Regions from separate parts of the Mus musculus genome. Here regions 1, 2, 3 and 5 are each linked to region 4. Evidence: chromatin contacts called from public promoter capture Hi-C data. All regions are on one chromosome and are shown on one strand. The core of a region is the stretch at or near the end of the contact, and the rest is flanking DNA. Distances in the headings are between cores, read along the strand shown. Region 1 overlaps Macf1 (microtubule-actin crosslinking factor 1). Region 2 holds the start of Pabpc4 (poly(A) binding protein, cytoplasmic 4). Region 3 holds the start of D830031N03Rik (RIKEN cDNA D830031N03 gene). Region 4 holds the start of Utp11 (UTP11 small subunit processome component). Region 5 overlaps Macf1 (microtubule-actin crosslinking factor 1).

Evidence for each region. Promoter capture Hi-C pulls out the DNA fragments that hold promoters and counts their contacts.
Region 1: a contact with region 4 is called in a promoter capture Hi-C map of liver, with 3 times the contacts expected there. The contact joins the enhancer-like site here to the promoter of Utp11 in region 4. A contact is called at or near these places in 7 of 39 promoter capture datasets (the 3T3-L1 cell line, the C10 cell line, hippocampal neurons and 2 more), 1 of 484 Hi-C or Micro-C datasets (B cells) and 3 of 115 datasets of contacts at active chromatin or transcription factors (the 230-238 cell line, astrocytes and large pre-B cells).
Region 2: a promoter capture Hi-C map of pre-B cells shows a contact between it and region 4, with 8 times the contacts expected there. The contact joins the promoter of Pabpc4 here to the promoter of Utp11 in region 4. A contact is called at or near these places in 8 of 39 promoter capture datasets (the 3T3-L1 cell line, 3T3-L1-derived adipocytes, the C10 cell line and 3 more).
Region 3: a promoter capture Hi-C map of pre-B cells shows a contact between it and region 4, with 5 times the contacts expected there. The contact joins the promoter of D830031N03Rik here to the promoter of Utp11 in region 4. A contact is called at or near these places in 3 of 39 promoter capture datasets (3T3-L1-derived adipocytes, hippocampal neurons and pre-B cells), 1 of 484 Hi-C or Micro-C datasets (uterus) and 2 of 115 datasets of contacts at active chromatin or transcription factors (astrocytes and large pre-B cells).
Region 5: a promoter capture Hi-C map of hippocampal neurons shows a contact between it and region 4, with 5 times the contacts expected there. The contact joins the enhancer-like site here to the promoter of Utp11 in region 4. A contact is called at or near these places in 4 of 39 promoter capture datasets (the C10 cell line, hippocampal neurons, liver and 1 more) and 1 of 115 datasets of contacts at active chromatin or transcription factors (bone marrow-derived macrophages).

Annotation. Positions count from the first base shown.
Region 1 is chr4:123,588,434-123,591,133 of GRCm38.p6, reverse strand. All of the region lies in intron 1 of Macf1 (microtubule-actin crosslinking factor 1), which reads left to right. Among named protein-coding and RNA genes, the nearest start is that of Mir6398, 27 kb to the left of the region's middle. Within about 2 kb of position 1,438, at least 91 of the 459 cell types and tissues checked have an H3K27ac peak or open chromatin away from gene starts, as enhancers often do. A contact at or near this core is called in liver, where this site is marked.
Region 2 is chr4:123,281,577-123,284,276 of GRCm38.p6, reverse strand. It overlaps Pabpc4 (poly(A) binding protein, cytoplasmic 4), which reads right to left and starts at 1,366. Exons shown (of 15, transcript NM_130881.3): 1 at 470-1,366. The coding sequence starts at 662.
Region 3 is chr4:123,410,604-123,413,303 of GRCm38.p6, reverse strand. D830031N03Rik (RIKEN cDNA D830031N03 gene) reads left to right here and starts at 1,393. Exons shown (of 1, transcript NM_001167918.1): 1 at 1,393-2,700. The coding sequence starts at 2,597. The region is part of intron 57 of Macf1 (microtubule-actin crosslinking factor 1); the gene reads left to right.
Region 4 is chr4:124,692,148-124,694,847 of GRCm38.p6, reverse strand. Utp11 (UTP11 small subunit processome component) reads left to right here and starts at 1,294. Exons shown (of 8, transcript NM_026031.3): 1 at 1,294-1,408. The coding sequence starts at 1,346.
Region 5 is chr4:123,526,405-123,529,104 of GRCm38.p6, reverse strand. The region is part of intron 5 of Macf1 (microtubule-actin crosslinking factor 1); the gene reads left to right. Among named protein-coding and RNA genes, the nearest start is that of Gm31156, 24 kb to the left of the region's middle. Within about 2 kb of position 1,319, at least 116 of the 459 cell types and tissues checked have an H3K27ac peak or open chromatin away from gene starts, as enhancers often do. A contact at or near this core is called in hippocampal neurons and liver, where this site is marked.

The DNA of each region.
Region 1 (2,700 bases), core at 189-2,688, 1.1 Mb after region 4:
TCATATAATGTGAAAGTATTTGCAAATCATGTTTTTAGTAATGTGCCTATAATTAACACATATGAAGAAAACTTGTAATTCAACAGAAAGAAGATAATTCAATAAAAAACAGGCAGAGGATTGAGTAGCTGTTCTCCAAAGCAAATATACAAATAGCAAGTACAAAGTAAGCATATGAAAATTGTAAACATTACCAGGCCTTAAAGAAATGCAGATTAAGCCATGGTGAGATACACCAACTTCATATTCAGATTGCTATAGCAAGATTGTAAGCCTGGGTTTTTGTTTGTTTTTTTGTTTGTTTGTTTTGTTTTTAAAAGAGATTTATTTATTTGTTTGTATGTGTGTGCATGAGTAAGAGGTGTTTGTGGGGGCCAGCAAATAGATTTGAAAATAAGATGTCAGCTCCTGCTGGACCTGCAATTACCGTAGCTGTGAGCCACCTGATGTTATGAACCAAACTGGGGTCCTCTGGCAGGCAGAGCGGTGATTGCTCTTATCTCTCCAGCCCCGGGTTTACTTACCTTTATTTTCTGTGTATGTGCTTTGCCTGCATGTATGTATGTGCACCATGGGCATGCCTGGTACCCGAGGAAGCCAGAGAGGGACTTGGATCCCTTTGAACTGAAGTTACAGATGGCGTGAGCTGCTATGTGAACACTGGGAATCCAAACTCAGACCGTTGTGCCCAGAGCGTGGATCTTAAACCTGGGATCCTAGTATTTGGAAGTCAGAGGCAGGAAACTCATTGGAAATTTCAGATCAGACAGGGTTACAGAGACCATGTCTACAAAAACAAAACAAAAAAGTGCACATGGGAATAGGTAGAGAAACTGGAACCCTTATTTTGTTGATGGGAATATGAAATATTGCATCTGCTTTAGGAACTTAGCAGTTCTAAAAATATATCCAGGAGAATTGAAAACATACTTTCACAGAAAGGCTTTATAAAGATGTTAATGGCTCAACATGTGTAACAGTGTATACAACCGAATATCCACCAGCTGATGAGTAGATTAAACAAAATGTAGCCATACACTAGAATATATCTTGTTGAACAAAATGCCGATCAGTAGAAGCATGGGCCTACCTTGAGAAGTACATGAGTTTGATTCCATTTATACAGAATAGGCAAACCCCCAGAGACAGTACCTAGGTTCCTGGCTGCTAGAAGCCAGAGGGTCGGGGGGACTGAAAGTGACTGCTGATAAGATGTATGGTTTCTTTTTAGGGATAATGAAATGTCCTACAATTAGATGGTTGCACGATTTTGTGAATATACTAAAATCCTCTGAATTGTAGACTATAAAAATGGTGACTGGTACAGTGTGTTAATTCTCAAAGAAGTTACTGTTAAAAATATTAGAGTAGAGCTGTCATTGCATGGCTCAGCTGGTTCAAGTACCTGCTGCCAAGCCTGATGACTGGAGTTTGATCCCTGGAACCCACACAGTGGAGGGAAAGAACATCTGACCTCCACGTCCATCCCCCCACCACACAAGGAATAAATAAATACATGTAAATTAAGTAAAATTAAAAAAAAAAAACCACCCTGAGGGTGATTTGTACGTCTGAATAGCATTCTGTCAGTTTTTACCTTGCACACTAGGCTACCCTGAATCCTGTAGCTGGAGTGTGGCTATCTTGAGCCCTGGGCAGCGCTGCTACCCGAAACAGGTTTGTAACCATTTACTAAGAGTTACAAGTAAGTTGGTTACAAGTAAGGTGGCATTTTGTAAGCTAAACACTCTGGGGCTGACGTTTTCCTCCCTCCAAGTAACAATGCCCTATTCAACTTCTTACTTCATTCTTTCAACATTTTGTCCCACTGTCGGAGCCAGCTTGGATACTGGTTCCCAGCCACATTCCTAGCTCCAGCAAGAACCACCTCATCCATGAGCTTTCTCTGAAGCATTCTTTCCTGGGTGGTGTGTAAATAAGGTCTGGAAGGGCCTCTGGGTGGCGCCTTCTCCCAGAACACCACTCCAAAAGAATGGCATGCCACAGGCTCCAGCCTGTGTTGGCAGGAAAAGGTGACTCATTTTCATCAAAGGAATTTCAAAGAAAATATAATGACAGGATGATGTCAGAGGAACAGGTGGAGACAGGAACTGTGATTGAGTGTTGAATAGAATGGTTGCCTGGGCAGTGAGAATGATTGACTGGCATAGATCACAGGAAACATCATCACCTGTTTTTTAGTTACCTTCTCAGAAATTCTCGTGTGGGCAGTGTTGTTCATGAGCCCTCAGAGCATGTGGTCGAGTCTGTGCTTGCCTTGGGTGTATCTACCATTGGCCCACAACATCCTGGGCCAGTCATGGACTTTGTTAACTAATGTGCTGTGATCTCATGTGGTTTCTTTCACTCCACACGGCATCCTTCTCTGGCTAGTCAGGTCTGTTTCTGGTAATTGAGTCTCACAGACTTTTTGCTGCTGACCTAGAGGTGCGGCATTTTCTTTAACATAAATACAGGGATTTGCCATGACATCAAAAGCCAGGAGTGCTACCTTATTGCCCAAAGAATTCTGGTTCCCTCCACTGGTTTGAAAAGTTTGATCTTTGGGTTCCCTAACCTAAGTCTTCCCACCCCCACCTTTTTTTTTTTTTGAGTAGAGCGCCCTCCAGTGGTTAACACTGATAAAGCTATTAAAAAGTATGAGTTTTGATACTTTTCATATTGTCAAAGCACTAAAGT
Region 2 (2,700 bases), core at 117-2,616, 1.4 Mb after region 4:
ACACTAGCAACTCCCCTCAAGGCAACTGGATGAAACTGCTCTCCTTGCTTTCCACTGCCCTAAAGCCATCCCAAGTCAGTCAGTTCAGGTTAGAGCCCCCAGTTTTGCAACCTACACTTTCAGGTGTCATTTCAATGCACTGAGTGCCAGACCCACTTCTACCTGAGTGGGGCTAGACACACTAGAATACCCAAGTCCCTTTATTCGGATCCCGAATTACACAAATCTCCTTGGGTTCCAACCCCTGCTCTACCCCACCCCCACCCAGTAGCCCAAGGTCATCAGGTTAGCAAGTGGTGGGAGACTGAAGCCAGGGTCATGACCACATGCCTGGCTCATTTTGCTTCCACCCAAGGCTTCTCAGGCAACATGCTGTTATGTTCCCCGGTCCTGGCAGTTTGGCCTCCGCCTTCAGGATTCCCAAGGTCCCCAGGAATCTCCCGAATGTGTGCACACCGCTACTACTCACCGTCAGCTGGCTGCTGGAAGTTGACGTAGGCATAACCCAGAGAGCGCCGGGTGATCATATCGCGACAGACCCGGATGGACAGCACAGGCCCCGCAGGGCTAAACTTTTCATACAGCATGGCTTCGGTGACGTCCGAGTGCAAATCGCCCACGTATAAGGAGGCCATGGGGTAGCTGCTGGCTGCAGCGTTCATCTCCCCACCCCCCACGACCCCGAGCCCCGCCAGGAGGACTTCTAACAAGGCCTACTGCAGGACAAAAGGGGCTCCGAGGAGCTATGGCACGCGCCGCAGCGCACAGGTGGCACCAGCGACGCCGGAGAAGGCTGGAGCAGGGAGGCTCCGAGCCGGGACCCGTGTGCGGGACGACTTGCACGGGACTGCAAAAGCCCCAAGACAAAAGGCTCTCAAAAACAATATGGCCCGCTCCTGGAGTTTGTACTCTCCAGCTGTCCTGGCTTGAGGCTTAAAAAATAAAAATTAAAGTAGGAAATCCCCTCGTAAAGGGGGCAAAAAATTTTCAAGAGGCAATCAGATGCTGCGCTCACGGCCGCCTTGGGAACACGCGTTTCGTGATAAATATAGGCCCCGGACTCCCGGCGGTTTACAGTTACAGCAGCCCAGGAAGGGGGAAACCAAATCTTTGCGGGTGCCGGCGAAGGGCAGTGCGGACACGTGGTGCGGCCAGCCGGGGCGCGGGGCTGCCACGCGGCGCAGAGGCGTGCAGGGGCGGGCCGGGCCGAGGGGGATGGCTCACCACCGGACGGACAGACAGACGCTGACGGACAGGCAGGCCGGAAGCTGTGAAAGTCACTTCCCCACGGGCTCCCAGCACAAGTCGCTGTCTGGTTCTTTTTCTTCTTTTTTTCCCTTTTGCTTTTTTTTTTCCTCTTCTTTTCTTTTCTTTTTTTTTTTTTTAAGGTTTTTGAGGCTTTTGTGTTTTTTTTAAGCTTTTTCTTTTTTCTGCTTCAGGCGTGCTGAGCCCAAACGCAACACTGATGGCTGCGACCCGGGGCGGAGAGAGGCGGCTGGAGCCGCCACCGCTCCATTTATACCCTCCCGCCCCGGGCGCTGCTGGTCGAAGGGCGCCTCGAGACCTGGGCGCAGTCGTGCCCGCCCACTCTGCCCCGGGGGCCCAAGGCGGGGCAGTCACACCAGAGTGACCTGGAGCCGCCCGCAAGGTGTCACAGCGTCCCCTTGCGTTTGGAGGACCAGCAGCACGCACCTGTATGATTCTCTTTCTGCAGTGTATGGATTGAGTCATGTCCTCCCCAAGACCCACACGCAGGTATAATGTTTAAAACATCCATGAAATGCCCAAATCTACACAAAGGGATGCTAAAGTACAGCTACTAGGTGGCCCAATACATGGTTGAGCTGAATACGTAAGACATACGAAAGTTTTAAGAACATATAACCTTGAGGTTGGATTTTGGAGGTCATTAGAAATGGTGGTGGTATCTTAGGTGATGAGACTGTTTTTGAAAAGATGAACAAATCTTGCCAAAGCTTTTATAAAACAAAACGTGACTGTCCGCTCCTGTTTTGTTCTGGTGGCACGCCTACAGCTTAGTTTGTGCAAAAGGAGAAGAGGAGAAGAAAGGTGTATTTGGGCTCATGGTTCTTGTATAAGGGAGCTATCTCTAGTGATGTCCTTACAAGGCATCTCGTGGCGACTCATGGCACAACACAAAGAGAATGCATCTGTGCATGTGAAACAATGTTTTTGTTACTATGTAAACGCTAGTTAAGAGTTTACGCTTAGATGATGAAGGGTAATCATTGACTTTTTACCCAAATGAAGGTTTCACTGACCATTTGAAGATCATGTTATCTCATGAGACTAAATATGTGGAGTTATAGCAGTATTTCCTTACTCCATAAGTGCCAGGGACCATTTTTTTTTCTATCCTTATATTCACTCAAACCAGAAATTAGCAAAAGCTAGACAGATACTCGTCTACTGGTTGAAGCAAACAATTGAGGAAATATAAGTATTTAATCAATCAATTCATTCCAATAAATGGCTAATCAGAGCTCCCCCCCCAGCAGATGCCATGGTTGCCATGGTTACCATGGTATACAAGTAAGAGTCCCTCCTTACCTCTGAGAATAATTTCTGGTGACTATATTAAATAAAGAAGCCTTGCTAGGTGTAGTGACTCACACCTTTAGTCTCAGCACTTGGGAGACCGATCCCCCCTGAGTATTTGTGACCAACCAAATGGATATT
Region 3 (2,700 bases), core at 144-2,643, 1.3 Mb after region 4:
TGCCAAGCAAAGTTGTCTTTTACTTGACTAATCTGATCATGGGCTTCAGCCTGTACCTCATTTTTGCCAAGGAGTTTCTGGCTCCTCAAGTAAGTTTAAGGCTTAGCTCCAAGCTTCACTGCCAAATCTCCACACACCAGTGACTCGTTTTATTTACTGTTTGTGTGAAGAGTAGAAATAACTTTCTCATAAGTTTTATCATCTATATTAACTACTTGGGCCAACAGGACTTTGTACATTTTAACTGACCTTTTTCATCCTCATGAAATCCGAGGGACCATCATAAAGGGAGTCAAGTATTACACCTCAAAGAGATGCAAGCTACCTCTGGCAGGCAGTCTTCTGGGTTGCTTTGTACTTTTCTTAACAATTACAGGGTCTCTAGATAGCTTTCCTAAAATCCAGAACGTAGTTTGCAGGATTGTGTAACACATTTCTCTAATATTTTCATTCTTGAGACTTGAAATATGAACTCATGCTTTTCATCTAGCCCTTCAGAGGCTCAGATTTCCTTGGACGTGCACAGCGGTTATAGCCAATCCAGGTGTTGGTCATGGGCTGTTCCTGCTAGAGTCTCCACTGCCCTGCAACCCGCACCCCATTTTCCGGTCATTAAGACCGCTGAAGTCTGAGCAGAGAAATCCAGGTGGCGAAATGGGCCAAGATCTGACATACTTGAGAAGGGAAACTGTGCCTAGAGTTTATCCAATAACTTGGTTCCTGAGTCTAACTTAATTCCTTGGCATGCCAAGAAAAGACTGTGTTTAAGGCTAGCCTGTTCTTTGGTCAGCGCCAGAGGTGACATTGGAAAAATACAGGGATAGTCGTTGGCGGCAAAGCTGGAGCCTAGGATAGTGCAGACCGCCCACCCCAGCCCGTACGTCTCTACCGGCAGATGGGGCCCCCGAGTGGCCCTAGCCACTACCGGCTGGTAGTGGGGGCGGCGGGGGCGCCCCTTCTGGGTTCGCCCTTGGGCTGGGCTCCCATCCCGCCGGTTGGAAAGAAGCGGGGGCGGAGGGGCCGGGCCAGCGTTGTGAGGGCGGGGCTTTCCTTTGTCAGGGGATTTGCCCGGCATGACCAGGACTGCCCCTCTCCTCTCACCCTCGCAGGCGGGGACACTATTACTCCCGTGGGTGAGGAGGGAGTGAGCTAGAGGGGGTGCGGGATGAGCTGGAGTCCCTCGCCCCAACCCCGGGAAGCCCCTCCCTCGCCGCCTTGGCCTCCAATCCTTGCCTCCGCCCCCTCCCCTCCCGGCGGGGCTCCCTATAGGCCCCGCCCCCGTCCTCCTCCCTAGCAGTCGGCGCCGCGCGCTCCCGGGCTTCCAAGGGGGCTGCCCGGGCGGGGCAGCGGCTGTGGCGGGGCTAGAAGGGGGAGGAGATCCGCCCGCCACCCGAGCACTTCCAGCCAGCGGCGTGTGAGCGGGCCGCGCGGCGTGAGAGAGGCGGGCTCGCCCCCCTCGTGCGGCCGGAGCGGAGCCTTTTGTTCCCGGCCAGAAGTTTGCATGCCGGGACCGTGACAGCTGCGGGCGGGGAGGACGGCTGCAGGGCCGGCGGCGTGGTGGAGAAAAGAGGCGACTGCTTGTCATGCAGCCCACGACGCGGCGGCTGGGGGCCGGGGACCTGCAGTGGCCGGGGAGGCGGCGCCCACAGGACACGGGACTTACTGCTGCCGGAGGGACAAACTAACTTCCTGAGCGCTAGACCCAAGGCCGGCCCGCCGGGAGCCACCTGCAAGGTTGCGGTGAGGCGACCCTGGCCCTCCGGGGCGCGAGGCATGGCGCGGGTTTGCGGGCGGTGCTAAGTGAGTCCAGACTGCCTCTTGGCCGCTGCCGCAGCCTGCCCGCCTTCTGAAAGGCCCAGCGTGGGCCTCCACTCGCCTTGTTTTGCGGCCACGATACAGTGTTGGCTTGGAAGCCACAACAATGCCATGATGTTTTGGAGACAGGAAGCCCCAAGCTGGCCCCGAATGAAGGACTTCCTGTGTTTAAAGTTGCAGGAATATCCGCTGACCAGCCCTGTTCAAATGCAAACACCCAACTAGAGAGGACGAATGGCTAATTCAGACCAGCTGGACTCTTTAGGGCTGAACACAGGATAAAATGAAAGGAATTCTTAGGAGCTTGGACCATACTTGAAGGCTAGAGAGGGTGTGCCATTGTTATAAAGGACATAGTTGGTATACATTTTCTGCTTCCAACTCAGCTTTGGTGCGAATCGAGTGAAACTAGATATTGAATAAGACTTGTCAATATCAAACGATTTTTTTGCTGACTGAATTTGAAAGGGCTTTAGAAAAGTAAAACCAGAAGCCATACAAGTATTTGTTTTATGTTTATTGATTAAATAATATCATTTGTCTTTCTGCAGTTATGAGGCTGCTAGCCTGTGAGGGAAAACCTGTTTGTCTTATTAGAGTTTCTCCCAAAATGGTTTCAAATTGGGAACTTCCAGATCTTTCTGAAAGGCAGATGCAATTGGTGGTTTGGAGTATAAACATGTAAGAGGACTTACAATTCATGTAGAATGTATTTTGAGAGAACCCGTGGCGGGGAAAAAAAACTTTTGAAAGATTGATGGTTCATCTTTATTGAAAAAGTATGGGTAAGCCACTTAGCAGGCCAGACTGTTTAAGGCGGAACCCTACCTGCCTGGGTAAAGGGGAAGATGAGGATGGCTATATAGAAGATTGCTATGTTCCACA
Region 4 (2,700 bases), core at 45-2,544:
CTCTCTTGTGCTACTTAAAGGTAGCTTTAGTGGTGACAAAAATAACAGGATGGCTGGGCACACTGTCACACACTTGTAATCCCAGCTCTTTGCAGACGCAAGAGATCACTGTGAATCTGAGGCCAGCTTGATCTATGAGTGTCAGTGCAGCCAGGCCTACATAGCTAGACACTGCCTCAAAACATCAAACCTAATCAGACTAAGTCAACCCCAATAAAACAAACTAACAAAACAAAACAAAACAAAAACAGAAACAAATCAATTTTATTGTGAACCTGCTAACAAGTAAACCCAACATTAAGCACTGAAAACATATGTCTTTTAAACCTCAAAATCCTGAGGGTATAGTATTATTTTATTATTTTACAACTAGATGTGGATACCAAGCCTCAGCAAAACTAACTTTCCTTGGTTAAGAGCAGAGCTGGCACCAGAACACTCCCTCCACAGTTCGCGGCTCTCTATCCATCACATTAACTACCTTATGTTAAGTCGGCCAGCTAGACGCACAACTTTGATGGCTGTGAAGGACTCGGAACTTTATTGCTATTAGATGATTCTTTTCTACTCTGCTTATAGATACAGTTCTGCCACTCAGAGCCCTTGATACTCCTATGAGCAAGACCAGTCTGCTATTATTATGTTCGTTTTATGGGTGAGAAAAATGATGCTCTTTAAAGTCAAGCAATCAGCTCAGAGCCACGCAGCCAGAAGTCAGCTGAGGAGCCAAATATGGTTTTAAAGTACTCTTTCTAGTATACTGTAAGATTCACATTATTTCTAGTTTTTGGTTTGTTTGTTTTTGTTTTGTTTTTAGACTGCGATTTATTTTACTATGTAGCCCTGGCTGGCCTGGCAATCACTATGTAAGACCAGGTTAGCCTTGAACTTACAGAAAATTGCCAGCTTCTACCTCCAGAGAGCTGGGGTTAAAGGTGTGAGCCACGTTCTAGTTCTACTTAGAATCTTAACCCACACCAAGTCTCAGGTGACAGCACATGCGCACACGCAAGCCGAGCGTAGCCAGAGAGCAGTGCCAGCCATGTGTTCCCAGATGCCAACGTGCGGCCTGGAGCGAAGTCTAGGTCTCTGGACCAGTGGACGTTCTCTGCGAACCGAGAGCTGTGAAAGAATCCCAAGACTCTAGCTTTGGAAACTACATCTCCCAGAACCCTCCGATTCAGGCCGCTTGAGAGGGGCTGTATTTCCGGTAAAGCAGGCTTCTGATAGGCTGCATTGCAAGCCGCGTCTTGGGCCTGCTTCCGGTGTCTTGGCGGACGCGGCGGGGTGGGTAGTGCTGTCGTGGTGGTGGAGTTTGCTGAGCATTTCCTAGACCTCAGTAGGCATGTCGGCGGCTTTTCGCAAGGCAGCCAAGACCCGGCAGCGGGAACACCGAGAACGAAGCCAGGTAGGCCCTCGCAAGCCTCAGGGGCGCCTGCAGTGGCCCCCGCCCCCTCGCTGTCCCTGCATCCGGATACGGGACAGCGCATCTGCCTTCAGTCAATACCCAACACATGGGGCCTGACCCCAGCGTGCCTTGTCGGGGAGACCCAGGGACAGGGTAGGAGGATTGTCATTCTCTACGGTAGAGGGTCAGTGGGTAATTGAGTGAGGCAGGGTGTGCTAGAGGCCTTTCCCTGGGAACTTGAGACCAAAGTCAAAGGAATGTAACCGAGTGACCAGCGACAGTAGGCGCCTCACAACCGACGCATGCCCGGGTGTTCCTAAACTGGGCCCAACTTTTGGCATGGGATTTGCGGTTCGTGTAGATCTGTCATATGCTTCCCCCTAAAATCGTGGCACTTTCCTTATCCCTTCTGGAGAATGTCTTGACCATTTACAAACTTTGCTGGACCTCATAGCCCAGGTCTATAATGGCATCTACCCAAGAGGCCAAGGCAGAAGGATCCCAAAATCGGGGCCTGTCTGGGTCACTTAGACCTGACTCAAAAATCTAAAAAAATTCTAGACATAGGCCTCAATGGTGAACTGCTTGCCTAGCAAGTAAGGGCAGTAGGCGTAGTCCTTGGTAAGAAGAAAAAAAGGAGGGAAGTGGGGAGTTCCCCCACTTAATTTAGTTAGAATAAATAGGTGTGGATTTACTCAGGAGAATGTGTTAGGGTTTGGATATGCAATACAAATAAAGATGTATGCAGAATCACTTTATCCACTTTGCCATTCTCAGAAATTACATCATAACTGGTTCAAACAAGCTTTTAACAAGCCTTGGAGAGAGGGCTTAGCCGTTAAGAGTACTCGGCTGCTCTCTCAGAGTTCAAATCCTAGCACTCACATTGTGGGTTCACAAATAGCTTTAACTCCACTCTAGGAATTCCACCACCCCCTCTGGCCTCCATAGGCCCTGCACTCACATTCATTCATATTCTTTATCTCTCTCTCTCTCACACACACACTAACTTTTTTTTTTTTTTTTTTGGTTTTTCGAGACAGGGTTTCTCTGTATAGCCCTGGCTGTCCTGGAACTCACTTTGTAGACCAGGCTGGCCTCGAACTCAGAAATCCGCCTGTCTCTGCCTCCCAAGTGCTGGGATTAAAGGTGTGCGCCGCCACCACTGCCCGGCCACACTAACATTTTTTAAATTAAAAGATTACTGAGTGTGAGTGTGTGAGCGGGTGTTTGTGGGAGCACATCCTGGGCCAGGGTTGTGATTTGTCCGACATCCTGACGTGGGTGCTGGG
Region 5 (2,700 bases), core at 70-2,569, 1.2 Mb after region 4:
AAACATGCATACCTCTTTTCTCCCACTCCATTCAGAGAGCCTTCGATTGCATGTGTTAGGCAGTGTGCTGGAAACCTGGTGGAGGAATTCTGCTGGCTGGCAGCGCAGGGTGTGGTCTATGAGCCTTACTTACATCAGTCTGAGTGAAAATCACCTGGGTTTCAGTCCCTCAGCTGCTCTCCCCAGTCAGCAGCAAGTGTTATTTCTTCGTTGCTTGGCTACAGAGTCTAGCTGCTAGTTTAGAACTATGGGAATATCTTCTTGTTTTATGGCAGTGGAGAGCAGATTTTTCTCCCTCTAGTAATTAATGGAGCTGAAATGAAAAGTCTCTCTTTTATTCTATGGGTATTTTCGAGACAGGGTTTCACTCAGTAGTCCAGGCTAGCTTCAGACTTGCTTTGAAATTCTTCCTTTTTAGCCTCCCAGTAGCTGAGATTACACACATCAACCATTTTGTCGTGTTAACATGAAGTCTAAATGGCTTGTGTCTTCCCCGTCCTCAGTTATTTCAACTTGGACAAGTTAATCAGCTTTCTTAAATCTGAGTTTTCTTTACTTAAAAATTGGGCCACACATGGCTGCTGTGAGAATATAACAGAATAATATATATTATCCTGTTACATTATATATATGTTATATATGTGTGTATCTTCACATAGAACTTGTTATATAGCAAGTACTCAAAATACGATAGCTAACTGTGGCAAAGGCAGTACTGATGATTACTATTGAACACTTATGTCAAATACTGTTGTCTGACTTTTATATTGTATTGACAAGTGATCACCTGTCCCTGAGGCTTAACATACTATACTCAAAATCAATTTCCAGGTTTTTCATCAGTGTGTCTGGCCATCCGAATTAGTGGATGTTACTCTTTGGAGCTGGCCATATATGCCACAGGAGGCTGGATTGTTCATACCCCTGTTTCTTTTCTTAATGGAAGGAGTGGGCTCTAATCTTTCTTAGGTTAAAATTTGATTATGTATATCTTGCTTGCTCTTTTCCTTTGGGCGTCTTGGAGCAGTGATTAAAACATATTTCATTTCATAGGTTGGGAGCTTTCATTGCGGCTTCTCTGGTCTTGTCTACCTGGCCCTTCCCTTCCCTTGCTAGTTAGTACCCACTGAGCTGGTTTGCTCTCCCCACCCCCTCTTTGATATTGTTCTCCTCCTCCTCTCTCCGGCTACCTCTCTCTCTTCCTTTCCCCTCCCCTTTCCATTTACTCTTACGTTCTCCCCTCCTCCTCCCTCTCCCTGGTTTCTAGCTCCTTTTTGCGTTCTGTTTGTGTTACTGAGGGCAGTGCTCCAATTACCTCATATTTGGAGAGAGGAAGCGGCAGCCAATCCGGTTTCTGTCTGCTTTTAGGTCAAGTGATTTCTGAACTGCAGTGAGATGCTTTGAAATTTGTCTTGTTGCAGCTCTGAGCCTGTAAGATGGCTGTCTGAATCGAGCGGCTGGAAGAGACAGAGAGAGGCGGGGAGGGAGGGAGAAAGGATTGGAGGGATTGCCGGCATAGTGCATGTTTTTTGGTTTTTGGTTCTTTTGAATGTGCATCGAGTCCGATGAAGCCGACATTGGAATGCCTCTGGGATCCGAGGACTGATTCAACTGCTTTATTTTCTGAGATTGAGAGAGGAAAGAAATGGGAAATTCACTGGGCTGTGTTAAGGAGCCGAAAGAGTCCATAGCTGTTCCTGAGAAGGCTCCCATATCTCCTAAGAAGAGGGTTCGGTTCAAAAGGAAGTGGAGAGGGAAGAAAATCCTTACTCCAGAAGCATCTCACAGGGAGGAAGCTTTGGAAGGCACTGGAGTCATTGAAGAGACTGAAACCCTAACGAAGTTAACAGCGAGGCTCCCAAAGGAGCCCGGAGTGGGAGGGGCAGAGCACCCCCCATCAGACATTTTCCTGCCCGGAGACTCAGCTCCCAACTCAGGGGTGGGCGATCAAGGGATGATTGTGCAGGTAAAGGAGAGCTTCCAAGCAGAGATCCAGACTGCTCACCTTTTGTTGGAGAATGAGTCATCAGTTGTTGGAGGGGCCTGGGATTCCCTGGAAGAGGGTATGACAGTCATTGCTCACCTGCTTGATAACCCAGCAGAAAGGAACTGTGAGAAGTCTGTGAGCCAACTGGTGGAATTTCCGAGGACAGCATCCTGCAGCAGCAGGGCTGTGCTGTTGCCTTTGCAGGGAGAGACTGCAGTGGAGCAGGGAGGCACTCTGCTCAGACATCGACATCGGAGCAGCACTTTGCCTCGGACGGATTACCCCTCTGAAACAGTAGATCAAGACCAACCTTCAGAGGGCTGGAGTGTGGGGGGAAGAACCAAGAGTGTTCCAAGTGCCCCTCCCACAGGTTCTTGGATTGCTAAGTGTTCTGTTGCTTCATCAATACCAAAACAGTCAGGAGACCCTATTCACACAGAGCCTACCCATGTAGGTCTCGTGTCCTGCAAGGGTCCCATAATGCCTGCTTCTCAGAGTGATTTATCTGTCAGTGGCATCACTGTGAGCATTTTGCCATCCTCCTCTGGCTATGGCAGCGATGGGCTGCGCCTGCATGGGATCCGGCCTGAAGATACAGAACCTGAAAAGACCTCCACACCCTTCTCAGAAGAGGATGGTACCCTGTCTTTGGAGGCAAGCCATACTGATCGTGGGGTCTGGAGGAGGTGGATGGTGTATTTGGGGTAATCAAA